2 separate regions of the Oryctolagus cuniculus genome follow, and region 2 is linked to region 1. Evidence: chromatin contacts called from public Micro-C data. All regions are on one chromosome and are shown on one strand. The core of a region is the stretch at or near the end of the contact, and the rest is flanking DNA. Distances in the headings are between cores, read along the strand shown. Region 1 holds the start of ATP11B (ATPase phospholipid transporting 11B (putative)). Region 2 has its middle 43 kb from the start of ATP11B.

Evidence for each region. A called contact is a pair of places that touch in the nucleus more often than the background predicts.
Region 2: a contact with region 1 is called in a Micro-C map of ear pinna, with 3 times the contacts expected there. The contact joins the enhancer-like site here to the promoter of ATP11B in region 1.

What each region holds. Positions count from the first base shown.
Region 1 is chr4:96,816,997-96,823,741 of mOryCun1.1, forward strand. It overlaps ATP11B (ATPase phospholipid transporting 11B (putative)), which reads right to left and starts at 3,245. Exons shown (of 30, transcript XM_008266558.4): 1 at 2,948-3,245. The coding sequence starts at 2,974.
Region 2 is chr4:96,859,576-96,865,962 of mOryCun1.1, forward strand. No RefSeq gene overlaps it. Among named protein-coding and RNA genes, the nearest start is that of ATP11B, 43 kb to the left of the region's middle. Within about 2 kb of position 3,071, at least 2 of the 8 cell types and tissues checked have an H3K27ac peak or open chromatin away from gene starts, as enhancers often do. A contact at or near this core is called in ear pinna, where this site is marked.

The DNA of each region.
Region 1 (6,745 bases), core at 1,995-4,494:
AAGTTGTACTTCAGAAATGCATGAAGTTTGTATTCCTTAAATAAGAGTCTTCTTTGGGAAAAAATTTTTAATAGTCACATGTGGTAATGGCTACCAGACAGCTCTACATATCAGAGTATGGTGAGTAGCTAATGACATTTCTACTATTATAATAAAGGGGTCATCTCTAATGAGTTACTACATCTGTGCTGCTGAAAAGAGTACACTATGAATAATATTAACTGTACCAGAACGACACCATGTGAAGATTTTCTTAGCATAGAATAGCTTACACATTGTGAACTGAAAAAGGAAAAAGGGAAAAGATATTCTAACTTTTTTTCACTTTATTTTTCCAAAGGAAAAATAACACCCACCTGATTTTTCCATCCTGTAAAGCAGTGAAAATACTTATCACAATAAGAAGTCAAACCTTTCCTTTTAATTAAAAACAGATTACTAGAGCATAGAAGTTTCTGTAATAAAATAACTTTTTTTTTGGCAAGACAACCTAAATAGTTGAAAAATCAAGATTCATATGAATAACATATGCTTGTAACTCTAAACAATCTGTCCTTGTGATTCACTGATCAATTTTTCCAAATCTGTCCCATTTAGCTAAATTTTAAAATAAACCCCTAATTGGGACGGGTGCTGTAGTAGTAGTAGGTTAAGCCTCCTGCCTGAGGCACTGGTATCCCATATGGACACAGGTTCGAGTCCTGGCTGCTCCACTTCCGATCCAACTCTCTGCTTATGGCCTGGGAAAGCAGTAGAAGATGGCCCAAGTCCTTGGGCCCTTGCACCCATGTGGGGGACCTGGAAGAAGCTCCCGGCTCCTGGCTTTGGATCAGCCCAGCTCTGGCAGTTGTGGCCATCTGGGGACTGAACCAGTGGATAAAAGACCTATCTCTCTCTCTCTGTCTCTCTCTCCTACTCTCCCACCCTCTCCCTAGCTATTAACTCTGCTTCTCAAATAAATAATATTTTAAAATAAAATAAACCCCTAACTAAAAAACATGGTGATTCAATCCATTCAGCAAATGGAATTATAATTTTAACTAGATTTTAGTTAAATAATTCTTGGGGTAGTAACTAGAATGAGTGCTTATGACTAGGATAGTAATATGTTTTCGTTACTCTGCATATCCAATATCCTTAATGTATAATTTAAATGACTACACAAACTTAAGCAGAGATACAAAGTCCTACATTAGCACGGGTCTGATTACATACTTAGAAGATCTGATAACTTAAAAGTAAATCCAGTGAGTTGAGCAAGTAAATGTCAGATAGCATTTTTTATGCGCAACAACTTGTTCAACTTGTTAACCATCCCTGTAAGACAACTGCCTTGTTAATTAACCACACAACTTCTAGTTCTGCCTCTTAGTTACGTTCTGTTTGAAGCCATTTTTGAAAACACTGCCAGATTTTGTGTCTTGAAGATGACAGTGGTTATACAACCAGGATTTTTTTCGGGCTAACAAAAACCTAACACTGAGAAACAGTGTCTTAGTCTACTGGGAAGGGCTGTAAGACAACCAAATTGGAATGATTTTCCTAACAATACAAACATCATCAGGTGAATAAGCCTTCTACATAATATGTAGAGCTAACAAACCAAATACATGAGATCAGATGTGTAATAATTAACTTGCAGAGTCAAATTACAGTGCTATGGCTTATTGCAACAAAGCCAAAGTATTACAACAATCTGGTATTATAATGACATCATTAGTTTGGTTTCCTAATAAAGCATATATCTGGAATATCTGAATTTACAATGAGCTAAAAATAGAAAGCCAACATTTGTGTCTGAGGGAGTGGTAAGTAGTTCTAATTTTGTTTGCAAGATTTTGGAGGTGGGGTGGAGAATGACGCCCACTGCAAAATGAAGTAAGAGAAAGCTAACTCTGCAACATCATAGAGTCTTAATATTAAAACGCGCTTCTAGAACAAGGAAAAAGCGGCATAGATGCTTCAGTCTTACCAAAATAGTTCTCCTTCACTGAGACCACTGCCTTTAGAATCACTAAACCAAAGCACTGAATCGCAGAAGTACTTAACGCGATTCGGAAACCAAGCAGTAGCACACCTCCCCATACAGATCAGGTCAGGCTTCTTGAGCCAGGGGCAAAGTCTGTCCTAACTGTTCTCGCTGCCTTCCTTAGTGCTGTCGTCTCTGGCCTGTAGTTGCCAGGAGGCATGAAAGAGTTTGTTTTTCCCTCTGAGTTAATTCTGGGAAAAGTAGGGCTTTATGCTTTCAATCACCCTTTCCTCAGATTCCCCTTTGGCCTCCAGGTGTTCCAGTAAACCTGCCTCTTTCCAAATGCCCCTGAGCAGAACGGGTGAAACGTGCGGGTCCCGTTCCCAAAGTTTCACCGGCGCTGCGGTGGGCAGTAAACCGCAGCCCTACTACCTTTTCCCAAAGTCGACGCGGAGTTGGAAGATTGGCCTTCTTTCCCCCATCCAGACCCTCGGTAAAAAATTCCTTTCTCCGAGAGCTGTCAGACTGGACAGGGTACCCGGCTCGGCGATCGCCGAAGACAGCCCTCCTCCTCCTCCTCCCTTCACCCAGACGCGTCCCAAATGCGGAGGCAGGAAACGCACGCCTCTCTCAGCTCCCTCACCCAGCCGCCTCCGAGGGGCTCCCCGACCCCCTGGGGACCCTCGCTTCTGGCCGCAGCTGCCCAGGAGCTGCCAAGAGGAGGAGGAGGAGGAGGAGGAAGTAACCAAGAAGCGCCGGCAGGGAGCGGTTCAGCAGCGCCGCTGTCCGCCGCCCGGGCTCGCAGGCTGCGCGCGGGGCTTCTCCGGCTTCGGGGCCCGCGCCCGCCTCCGCCGCGGCCTAGCCCAGCGCCCGCGCCCCGGCCTCGCGGCTCGGCGGCGCCGGCCTGTCCCAGCCACCCGGGGCCAAGAGGCCGCGCAGAGTCGGACCGCCCGGAGGTGGAGGAGCGGAGGCACCTACCAGCTGCTGCCGGACCCAGCGCCACATGCCCCCGCCGTCGCCGTCCGGGTCCCGCGGGGCGCGGGGGCCACGGGGCTGCAGGTGGAGGCCGACGAGCCGTGGGGGGGTTGGGGGGTGGGAGCGGGCGAGCCCCTCCTGCTGAAGTTCCGCTCGCCGCCGCCGCCGCCGCCGCCGCCGCCGCCACCTCACTCCCCGCGCCGGGTCCCCATCCTGCCGCGCCGGCCCCGAGGTCCTACAGGCGCGGTCCCGGCGTCGCCCCCGCCCGGCGCTGCCGAGTCTGCCGCCGCGCCGCAGCCACCTTCATTATTGACCGTTGTCACCCGAAGCACCCCCTCCACCCCACCCCCGCCCTGCCCGGCTCCCCGGTCCCACCCGGGCCCGCCCCCGGCGCCCCGGCCCGGCCCCGGACGTGACGAAAGGGGGGCACGGGCCGAGCCGGGCCTGCTCCGAGCCCGGGCGGGCCGTGCGGGCGGGGGCTGCAGCGTGGGAAGGGGTCGGGTCTCGGGCACGGCCTGGGTCCCGCGCTCCCGCGGTGTGCGGGGAGCTCCTGTGGCGTCTGGGGGGTTCCGCCTGTCTCCCGAGCCTGCAGCTCGCGGCCGACTTCTCGGTCGCTACCTCCTGTTGCCGGTCTGGTCCTGGCTCTCCGCCTGCTTCGGTCCACGCGGCCGCCAACACGCAGACGCACAGTCTGGAGTGTGCGCGACTGAAGGTTAATCCCCAGAAGTCCCGGTTTGGGTTGGCTTTTACCTTCTCAGAGCCGGAGGTGGTGTCCCCCTCGAACTCAGCCCATTTCTTTAGCGAGGGATGGGATGATTTTGGAAGGCTTGCAGTTCCCCTTGTCCCGGTTCGACCTGGACCGGTCGGTGTTTGTAGGAGAAAGGACGAGATATTCTGCCTTGCTGCGCTAACTTGGACAGGTTACGGGAGAAAATACTTTATCGTTAACTGCCAAACCCCTGAAATCAAAAACACCTTAGAAGAAGTAGCTTGACCTAGGTTAAGTGTGTGGATGAGGAGATAACGTAAAAGCAGGTGGCACAAGGCTTTGAAGGTCTGGCTTTGTTCAAAACCAGCTCCCTGTATACATCCTGTTATGAATATGTATTATGTGCGGTGTTTTTATTGAATTAAAGCACCCTTCACCAACAGACAGACGCTTGTGGTGTAAAAAAAAAAAATGTAGCAGAAACAGACATCTAAATGAGATTTGCATGACTGGGCAAGACATTGCATATGTGTACTCGGTCTTGTCGTTTCAGTAGATATTCAGTATTATGTAATGCTTATCCAACACCACAACTAGAGCCTTTTTTGAGGGAAACTGATGATTTATAATACACCTGGTGGAATTTTGTGTTATGAGCTCCCAGCTTCAAAAACAGCTAGATACAAGTATTTAAAATGAGAAAGTAATCTTACTTTTGTTCTTATGATTGAACCTTACTTTATAATCCTAAAATGAAGTTTGAGGTTCTTCCTTGGTGGAGCACTGTATATCCCAGGCCCTTTGTCAAACATTTGCAAGCTCTGATTTAGCACCCAGCAATTCTTCCTATTATATGGGTGCAGAATGGAGGCTCACTTTAAATAATTTGGCAAAGCTGGGTTTCTCTTGAACTGTCAGGAAATAGAGTTCATGCAATATTAACAAACCAAAATAATGACCATGTTACCTTATTCGCATGCAAATGGTTGGATTACAAATTGGATCTGAAAATTTTTATTTATATGCCACTAAAATTTGTCAAGATAACATAAGAAGTAGCAGTCCAGAGGACACTTTGTGCGTCATTATTTAACTTTGTCCCAAATTTTGGAAGATAGCAAGTGGGAGGAGTTGACTCTTAAGTGCTATGAAAAGATAGGATAAAAAATTATCTCAAGATAACCATGTAAATATCATGATTGAATATCAAACTTTCAGGAGCAGAATGAGCAGTCCAAGCAGTATTTTGTTCTAAGTATTTTTCAAGAGCAATATTACACACTTCATAGTAATGACAGGAGCGTGAGATGGGGAGTATTTTTATACTGTGGTTATAACCTGTAAGTGGTGGTTAAGTCCACTTAATGTGTCATGATCAGTAGTTTTTAAAACTAGAGTAGAAAACAGCATAAACTGCACATTGCAATATATTGTTTTGTGAAATTTTGGGTTCAGGTGTGTGTATGCACACACATGCGCATGTGCACAGTATAGAAGGAATTTCTTTCTATTGGCTGTGGCTGGAAACGTTTGAGGAATTTTGAGAATGGAACATGCAGGACTTAAAAAGGCAAATACCAGCGGTAAAAGAAAGGGGGGAAAGAATGATAGAAGGCAATATTCATTCATTTATTCCCTGCTATTTCTTACATGTTTCAAGCATCAAAAGTATGCATAACAACTGCCTGAAACCAGCAGGATGGAGGGCCCCCTTCTCTTTGAGTGGAATTCACAGTCAAGCTGGAAAGAGGAAGTACATAACCATCTAATACAGTGTATAATAAAGAATTATTCTGACAGTAGTCACTCATTGTAGAAAACTGATGCCGGCGATAGCAGTTGGGCAGGGCTTCAGAACAGAGCTGAGCTTGACAAGGGAGGCTGAAGGGAGGCAGAACAAACAGATGTTTGAGGCCCAGCAAGTGTGGAGTCGTGAGAGGTGGGGTTGGGAAGGGAAGTCATAGAAAGGGGGAATTTCTAGCTGCTCACAGAATTCACAGGAAATAAATCATTCCTGGAGTTTTCTAAACAAGGAAATGGCAGGACAAAATCAGAGCCATAATTCACAGACACTGTGTGATAGGCTGGAGAGAAGAAAGGTCAGGCGGGAAATTCTGCAACAGCGCAACAAGAGTTGAAAAGTGCTGGCCTGGGAAAGAGCCAGAAGTGACTGCATGTTATTGGAATAGGAAGTTGTGTGTGATGGATGACAAAGAAACCTGAAACTTCAGCCATTCCAAATGAGGTGACAGATGCTCCAAGAAAGTAAATTTACCAGCATCATATAACAGCCACTGAATTCATGGTAAATATGGTTGTGTTCATGTGCGAACTTGTTAATATGATTCTGTGCTAGTTATACTTGTGAGACGTGTTCATTCCCAGGAAAAACACATCTCCAAGTTCCATGTAATAGTGATTCTGAGGTATAACACAGATAAAACAAAGAGTGTGAGTTTTCTTGATCTTGGACCGCCAATAGCACAGACTGTCACTTGTTAAGGTCTCAATTCACAGCTCATTCATTTTGGTGCTCACAGTGTCTAAAGAGTGCTTCCTAAATGTGAGATGAATGAGGAAGTCAAGGCCAGTGAGTGAGTTGTTAGGGAAACCTGATCTAGTTAGGAATACCAGTGATGCAGAGCAGAGCATACAGACTGCTGGATCCACAACTGTATGCAGTGAGACCAGGGGTCACCACCTGTTAGATCCAGGGGACTCTGTTGCATGCCTGCCAGGCGACTTTAAGGGCCGGTCTGCTGGGAGAACACAGAGATTGGCCAATCTCTTGCTTTGCAACAGATTTCTGTAGCCATGGAGCTCTCAAAACAGGCCCCAGAAACTGCTCTGTCTTAGTTTTTAAAGGGGCAACTATCCACTTCCTCAAAAGTTGTTAGTGGATTACAAATGATTCCACTTAAAAGTCATTTCTTTCTGACAATATTCCAAGAGATGAGCATTGTGGTGCAATGGGCTAAGCTGCTGTTTGTGACACCAGCATCCCATGTTGGCACTGGTTCTAGTCCCATCTGTTCTACTTCCAATTCAGCTCCCTGATGGTGCTCCCAGGAAAGCAGCAGCAGATGTCCCAA
Region 2 (6,387 bases), core at 1,821-4,320, 42 kb after region 1:
CATATACCAATAATTAACAAAAAAAAGCCTCAGGTAGGCTAGAGGAAATACTAAGCCAGCTTTCCATTTTCTTTACTGAAAATATTACCAAGTAGTTTTGAAATGAAGAGCTGATTGAAGGATATACAGATGAAAATGTAGCAAACAAGTGTTGTATTACAGAAGGTTGCCAGGCAGGTGACTAATAAAAATATTGCTGCTTTTGGGTCTTGTGATGTGTCAGCTTCTCAAAACTTCAAATTAGCTTTTATTTACTTTCTTGTTCTAAATAAACAGTCACTTTCATACTAACTTATTCTGTCTTAAGCAGTCTTTCAGTTAAGTGTCCACAATGTGACAACACAGTTTCCAGCTCCTGCCCAATGCAACTCATAGTCAACCAATATTAATTAAGAGAAGAAAAGCATAAATTGTGGCAGTCTAAGATTCAGGTGGATACATCTTGGGTTTGCAGGATGAGTGGAGTGTGAAGAGGTGGAAGAGTAGTGGCCTTAGCAGAGGCATAGAGATGGCAAAGACCATGGTGATGTCAGGATAACTAATAGTTAAGACTGGCCCAAGCCAAAGTCTGTGTCGGTAAGTGGTGGGAAAATTGGAAGGAGGTTTTAGGCCTCGTTAAAGCACAAGGATCCTGAACATCACACTAAGGGAGTTTAACCTCAGCATTCAGCCACAGGGCGGTAGCTTGAACGTTTGTTGCTTTTGCCTTTGCGGAGCTCATGCCTCCTCTGGCAACAGCAACTTAGATTCTACAGGAACCCGGCTTTTCGGGCTCTTACTGCATGTGGGCTGGGTGAGTTGACCTCACTCTCCAGGCTCTAGGGTTGGTCCATGCTCCAGGGCTTTGGAATCGGATTCAGTGTTAAGACTTTTGGTGGGCAATTGAGAGAGTCCTCCTTTTCTGCAAGTGAGGCTTCCCCTCATAGCAGAAGTCTGCAGGTGCTGGCAGAGAAGCCGATCCATAGCCAAGAGGTGGAGGAAAGGAGAATTCTAAAGATAGTGCTTGAATAGCTCAATCCAGCCATGCTCAAAACTGCTACCTGGGCCTTTTCATTCAGGTGTATGTCAATAACTTTCTTTTAATTGCTAGTTCGAATTGGATTTTATTTATTTATTTATTTTTAACAGGCAGAGTGGACAGTGAGAGAGCAAGACAGAGAGAAAGGTCTTCCTTTACCATTGGTTCACCCTCCAATGGCAGGAGCCAGGTGCTTCTCCTGGTCTCCCATGGGGTGCAGGGCCCAAGCACTTGGGCCATCCTCCGCTGCACTCCCTGGCCACAGCAGAGAGCTGGCCTGGAAGAGGGGTAACCGGGACAGAATCAGGCGCCCTGACCGGGACTAGAACCTGGTGTGCCGGCGCCGCTAGGTGGAGGATTAGCCTATTGAGCCGTGGCGCCGGCCCTGAAAACTTCTGATTAATATAGGCAATAGATGCTTGTGAACAGGGTTTTATGACGATTAATCTGGTAGCAGATAGGGTACAGAAAGCAAGATCCTGGCAGTGGAAATAGAAAGAAAAGAGATGAGCAGTGGGAGAATGAAGAAGCCTTGATGATCAGAACAGAGCAAGAAAGCAGAAGGACTGGAATTTTGAGACTCCTAAGTGCGTGATAGAGAGAACCATTCGTAGAAGTTTGGGAGTCAGAAAGGGCACCATGTTCTTCCGCCCCTCCTAGGGTAATGCATTTATTCTTAGGATATGAGTTTGAGATGACGATCAGAAAAAAAAAAAGTAGAAATATTTAGGAGGTGGTTTAACAATGGAAGTGAAACCTCCCGAGAAATCTCAGCCAATGTGTTGCCGAGATGAGACAAGGCGATGATCTGAGGGCAGAGGTGAGCCTGCAATCGTGGAATGAGAAGTAGCCTGGTGGGCAGCAACGTCAAAAGGAACAGGGCTAGGAATGAAGCAAGCCTTTCCCCTGCCAGACTTCTCCACCTGCTGCAGTTCAGGAAGCCAAGTTTATGAAACAGGGACATGTCCTTGGGTAGGCACAGACGCTGAACCGTGCCCCACAGAGCCAGAACTGAGCGCCTGAAAGTTGTGAGTGGGGCTGAGAAGCGGGAGAAGAGGGAAGAAAGTAGGGTTAGGAGGTTTGATTAGAAAACCTGGATTTCAAAGAAAGTGAACCTTTACTTAGCGGACCATCGACTGCTGCGACCTGCAGAGAGGGGAAGAACATCACTGAGCTATAGATTTACTGGAGGTGGCGTTAGAGCGAAGTGAGTGGATGGTGTAAAAGCAGGGGCAGCGGGTCAGAGCTAGAACGTGGGCAGGGAAAGACGGGAGGGAGCAGAGGAGTGTAGTGATGGAATACCTTAGCAGAGGATTTGGGTTTGGTTTGTTTATTTCTAGGGTAGAGGAGGCTTGCTTCAGAGGATGGAGGGCAGAGACAGGATAGTGAATCCAGGAGCTTGAGGATGAGAGGGAGAGGGAGAGGGAGAGGGAGAGGGAGAGGGGGAGAGGGAGAGACCCAGCATAAAGAGGAAGGAGAGGTGAGTGGTGGGGAGAGCAGGTGGGTGAGGTGGCAGTTCATTTCCTGCTTGAGACCAGCAGAGAGGAAGAAAAGGCATAAGAGAGAAACCTGGGGGCCCGACAGGGAGGAAAGGGGCCGTCTCTCATGCGCTTCCAGCTTCAGTAAGACAGGAACATGAGGTGTCTTGCGCGTTCAACAGTCTTAGAATCAAGTTACAGCGAGGATGTCCAAATCGCTTTTCTCCCCGGGAGAGTTCACGGAAGATTATGTTACTGTAAACTGATGTTTAAGCTAGGAAAAAAAAAATAATGAAAGGGACATGCAGTCTGCTGCAGACTTTAGCTTTGTAATGTTCAGTAAACACGGGGCAAATTGTCAGTGTTGGCAAGACAGGAAGCAGATATCGCAATCCCACAATGACATAATCCATGCAGCACAACTTGTCATCACTTCTGTAAAGTAAAAGTACAAGCTTAATGGGAGGGGACATGGATTTCACAAATGTGGGCTGTGAAATATGCACTCCTTTCTCTGGGAGGATCCCCAAGAAACCAATGATCAAGTCTGGCAGCTGTGACTTACTTGGCTGAGTAATAAATACATCAGAGAAACCAGAAAGACTTGCTGTGAATCAGACGCAGAGCCAGGAGGTAGCCCGTCCTGGGTTCTTACCGTCAGAGCCAGCTACCCAAGGGCAGAAGAACTGGTGCGACCTGCTGGGAAGGAGACACCATGCTGCCTCGTCTGGGAGAGGGTGCTGCCTTCCTGCCCCTGCCCCCGGGGTTGGACTCTTCCTCAAGGCAATGCTCGTTGCCCTGGAAAGGTGGCTTGTGCCAATGTGTGATGGCAGTGATGCCCCCGCCCAGGTCCTCCCATTTTGATGCAGTCATTCCGCATGCAAACCTCCTCCCAGCTGGCAACCCCATCTCTTCCTGGCACCCTCTGTGCTCCTGGGCATACCTCTACTTGAGTCTACGTAAGGAAATAAAAAGCAGAGTCGGTAGAGGCATTGGGAGGGCAGGTGTGCAACACGGGACAGGACTCTTATTAACAACTTCTTACTTAAAGATAGCCCCTTCAAAGAAGTATAAGCCAAGAGCCAAAAGTCTAAGCTGATGCTTGTAGGGGCAAAAAAGAAAAAGAAAAAGTGTGGGGAAACATGAATATATCTTGCAAAGTAGGAAGCTGAAATTATCTCAGTATCAAGGATAAGTGTGGACGTGACTGAGTCGCATCATATGACTACGACAGATGAGACTTCCCAGCGGCATCCAGGGGTCCCAATAAAGGCACAACCTGGGCATCCTAGGGGTCCACACTGCCCAGGGAGTGTTAGGCGGCACGGTCACAGTGATTGGGCGCTACTGGCCATCAGTTAGAGATAATTTGACAGCGATACTAAGTGTCCGGCATTGACAGCAGAAACAGTCAACCCAAGGACAAATGACCCCATGGAACATGCTGCTGTCACCCCGTTAGAGGTCCCAGAGAACGCTCACTCACCGCGCTAGGTTTCACAGCTTTCAGTTGGAAGAATCAAAGTCTTTGAAAATGCAACATACAATGAAGTTGGATATTTTTGATTAATTTCAAAAGAACCCCAAGTCTGCAGAGAATGAATAAAGTTGTTTGCCTTTGTCTAAAATAAGATATGAATGGCTTGACAATTGCTCAGGCCTCTCATTTCAAACCTCTGAAGCAGAAATTTCAACTAGCAGGGTCAGACGTGGCAAACCACGGAGCAGGAGAAGTTTGTATTTTGAGTCCCTAAATATCAACCTTTTTGTGCTGCGACCTCCTTCCCAGCAGTAATTTTCTCTGCCACACTCCTACAAAGCCTTATGCAATGACCCCTGTGCTTGGTAGAGTGCTGTACAGTTCAGGGAGTGCTGGTACTTACGGCGTCTCATTCATCTTCTTGTTTCCTCCCTTTCCCTGTGTGCTTCCGCTCTCCTTGCAATCCATCCACAAGTCCTGTTGGTTTACCTCTGCTTTGTATCCACTTTCCTGGCCTCCACCCTGGTGAGGCCATCATTGTGTGGGAACTCAGAGATCTTGGCCCTGCCCTGGCTCTGCCGCTTACATCGCTTAGGAAAATTCAGGTTTTCCTAAACATGGTTTTGAGAAGATTGATATAAAAAATTAACTTTAATCATTCCTTCATTCATTCACTGAGCAGATATTCACTGAATGCCTGAGATACAACAGGTGTTATTCTGGGTGTTGGTAATAAAACTGGGAGCCACATGGACAAGAACCTGCCCTCATGTGCCAGCAAGTGAACAGGATAATTTCAGATTAAGGATTGAGACCATAGTAAACAGGATGACTAGGACGAGGGAGGGGGTTTTAGAGGAGTATGATGGGGGTACCCAGGAAGCAGTCAGGAGAAGATGACAGTGGCGCAGTGACTTAAAGCAGGAGAACTAGAGGCCGGCTACTGGACATTCCAGGCAGAGGGGGAGCTGAGTGTGCTGGAAGACGAGAGAGATGCCAGAAGCACAGCAAGCAATGCTGCAGCAAGAGGCAGAAACCAGGAAGGAGAGAGGAATGCTAGGAGGCGAGTTCTACTTCTCTTGAAAAGGAAATTTCATTTACTTGTTTTATTTGGTAGGGAGAGAGGGAGAGAGCATGAGAGAGAGGGAGAGAGAGCATTCCCATCTGCTGGTTTACTCCCCAAATGTCTGCAAAGGCCAGGTCTGGACCAGCCAGGAACCCAACCTGGGACTCCCATGTGGGTGACGGAGACCCAAGTGCCTGAGCCATCAGTGACTGCCACCTAGGGTCCCCAGGAAGAGGAAGCTGGAATGGAGAGTGGCACTGGGCCTGAAACCCAGGCATTCCAAGTGGTGTCTTAAATGTCTAAAATGGTTTAAAATTGCATGTTAAATGCGAAGGAGGATGTTGAATGGTTTGGAGTGGAGGACTGACACGAGATGAAGAATTAGGTAGAAGACATTGTGTGGCTGGTGTGAGGAGAGGGGGCAGGGAGTGGAGGGAAGAGGCAGAAACGACCCATAGAGAAGTCACTGACGGCTATTGCTGGAGATCAGCAATATTTATTTAGCTGAAAGGCAGAGTCGCAGAGAGAGGGAGAGGGAGAGGGAAAGAGATCTTCCAGGCACTGATTCACTCCCCAAATGCCCACAACAGCCACGGCCAGGGCACAGCCAGGAGCCAGGAACTTCATTTGGGTCTCCCATGTGGGTGCAGGGGCCCAGACACTTGGACCATTCTTTGCTACTTTCCCAGATGCATTATCAGGGAGGTGGATCCAAAGTGGAGCAGCAGGAATTGCTCCACAGTATCCATATGGGATGCTGATGCCGCAGGCTGCGGCCCAACCTGCTATTCCACGGTGCTGGCTCCTAAAAGTGACTTTAAAGTGTGTCTGTGTGTGTTTTTTTTTTTTTTTTTGTAGAGGCATAGTTTTGTTCATATAATAAACAATACTATATATAATATTATACTAACTTTGGAGAGGTATAAAATATAGAGATCTAAATAAATATACTTATTACTATTGAATAGTGGTTCCTAGAAGAGAAATAAATCATCTTAAATTTCTACATTAAGTCTCCTTCCACACAGGTGGTACTGTAAAAGCAAACAATAGGGCTGTATTTTATTAGATGCTAGTAACAAGTGAGCTATAATATATGATAGAATAAATTCCTACTTAGTCTATATAGACAGAATAAACATATCAATAAACATGGGCACAAAGTATATGTCAACATAAAACCAGTTTGAATGCATTTCAGTACAGATGGTGACAGCACATGTAGCCAAACAAAAATTTCAGTAAAAGCTAGCACAAATGACAGGAACGAATAATGGCATAAAAGGAACGCCAACATCACAGTCATGCAGGCAGTTAAATGGTTTACAGATATTCACACACAGAA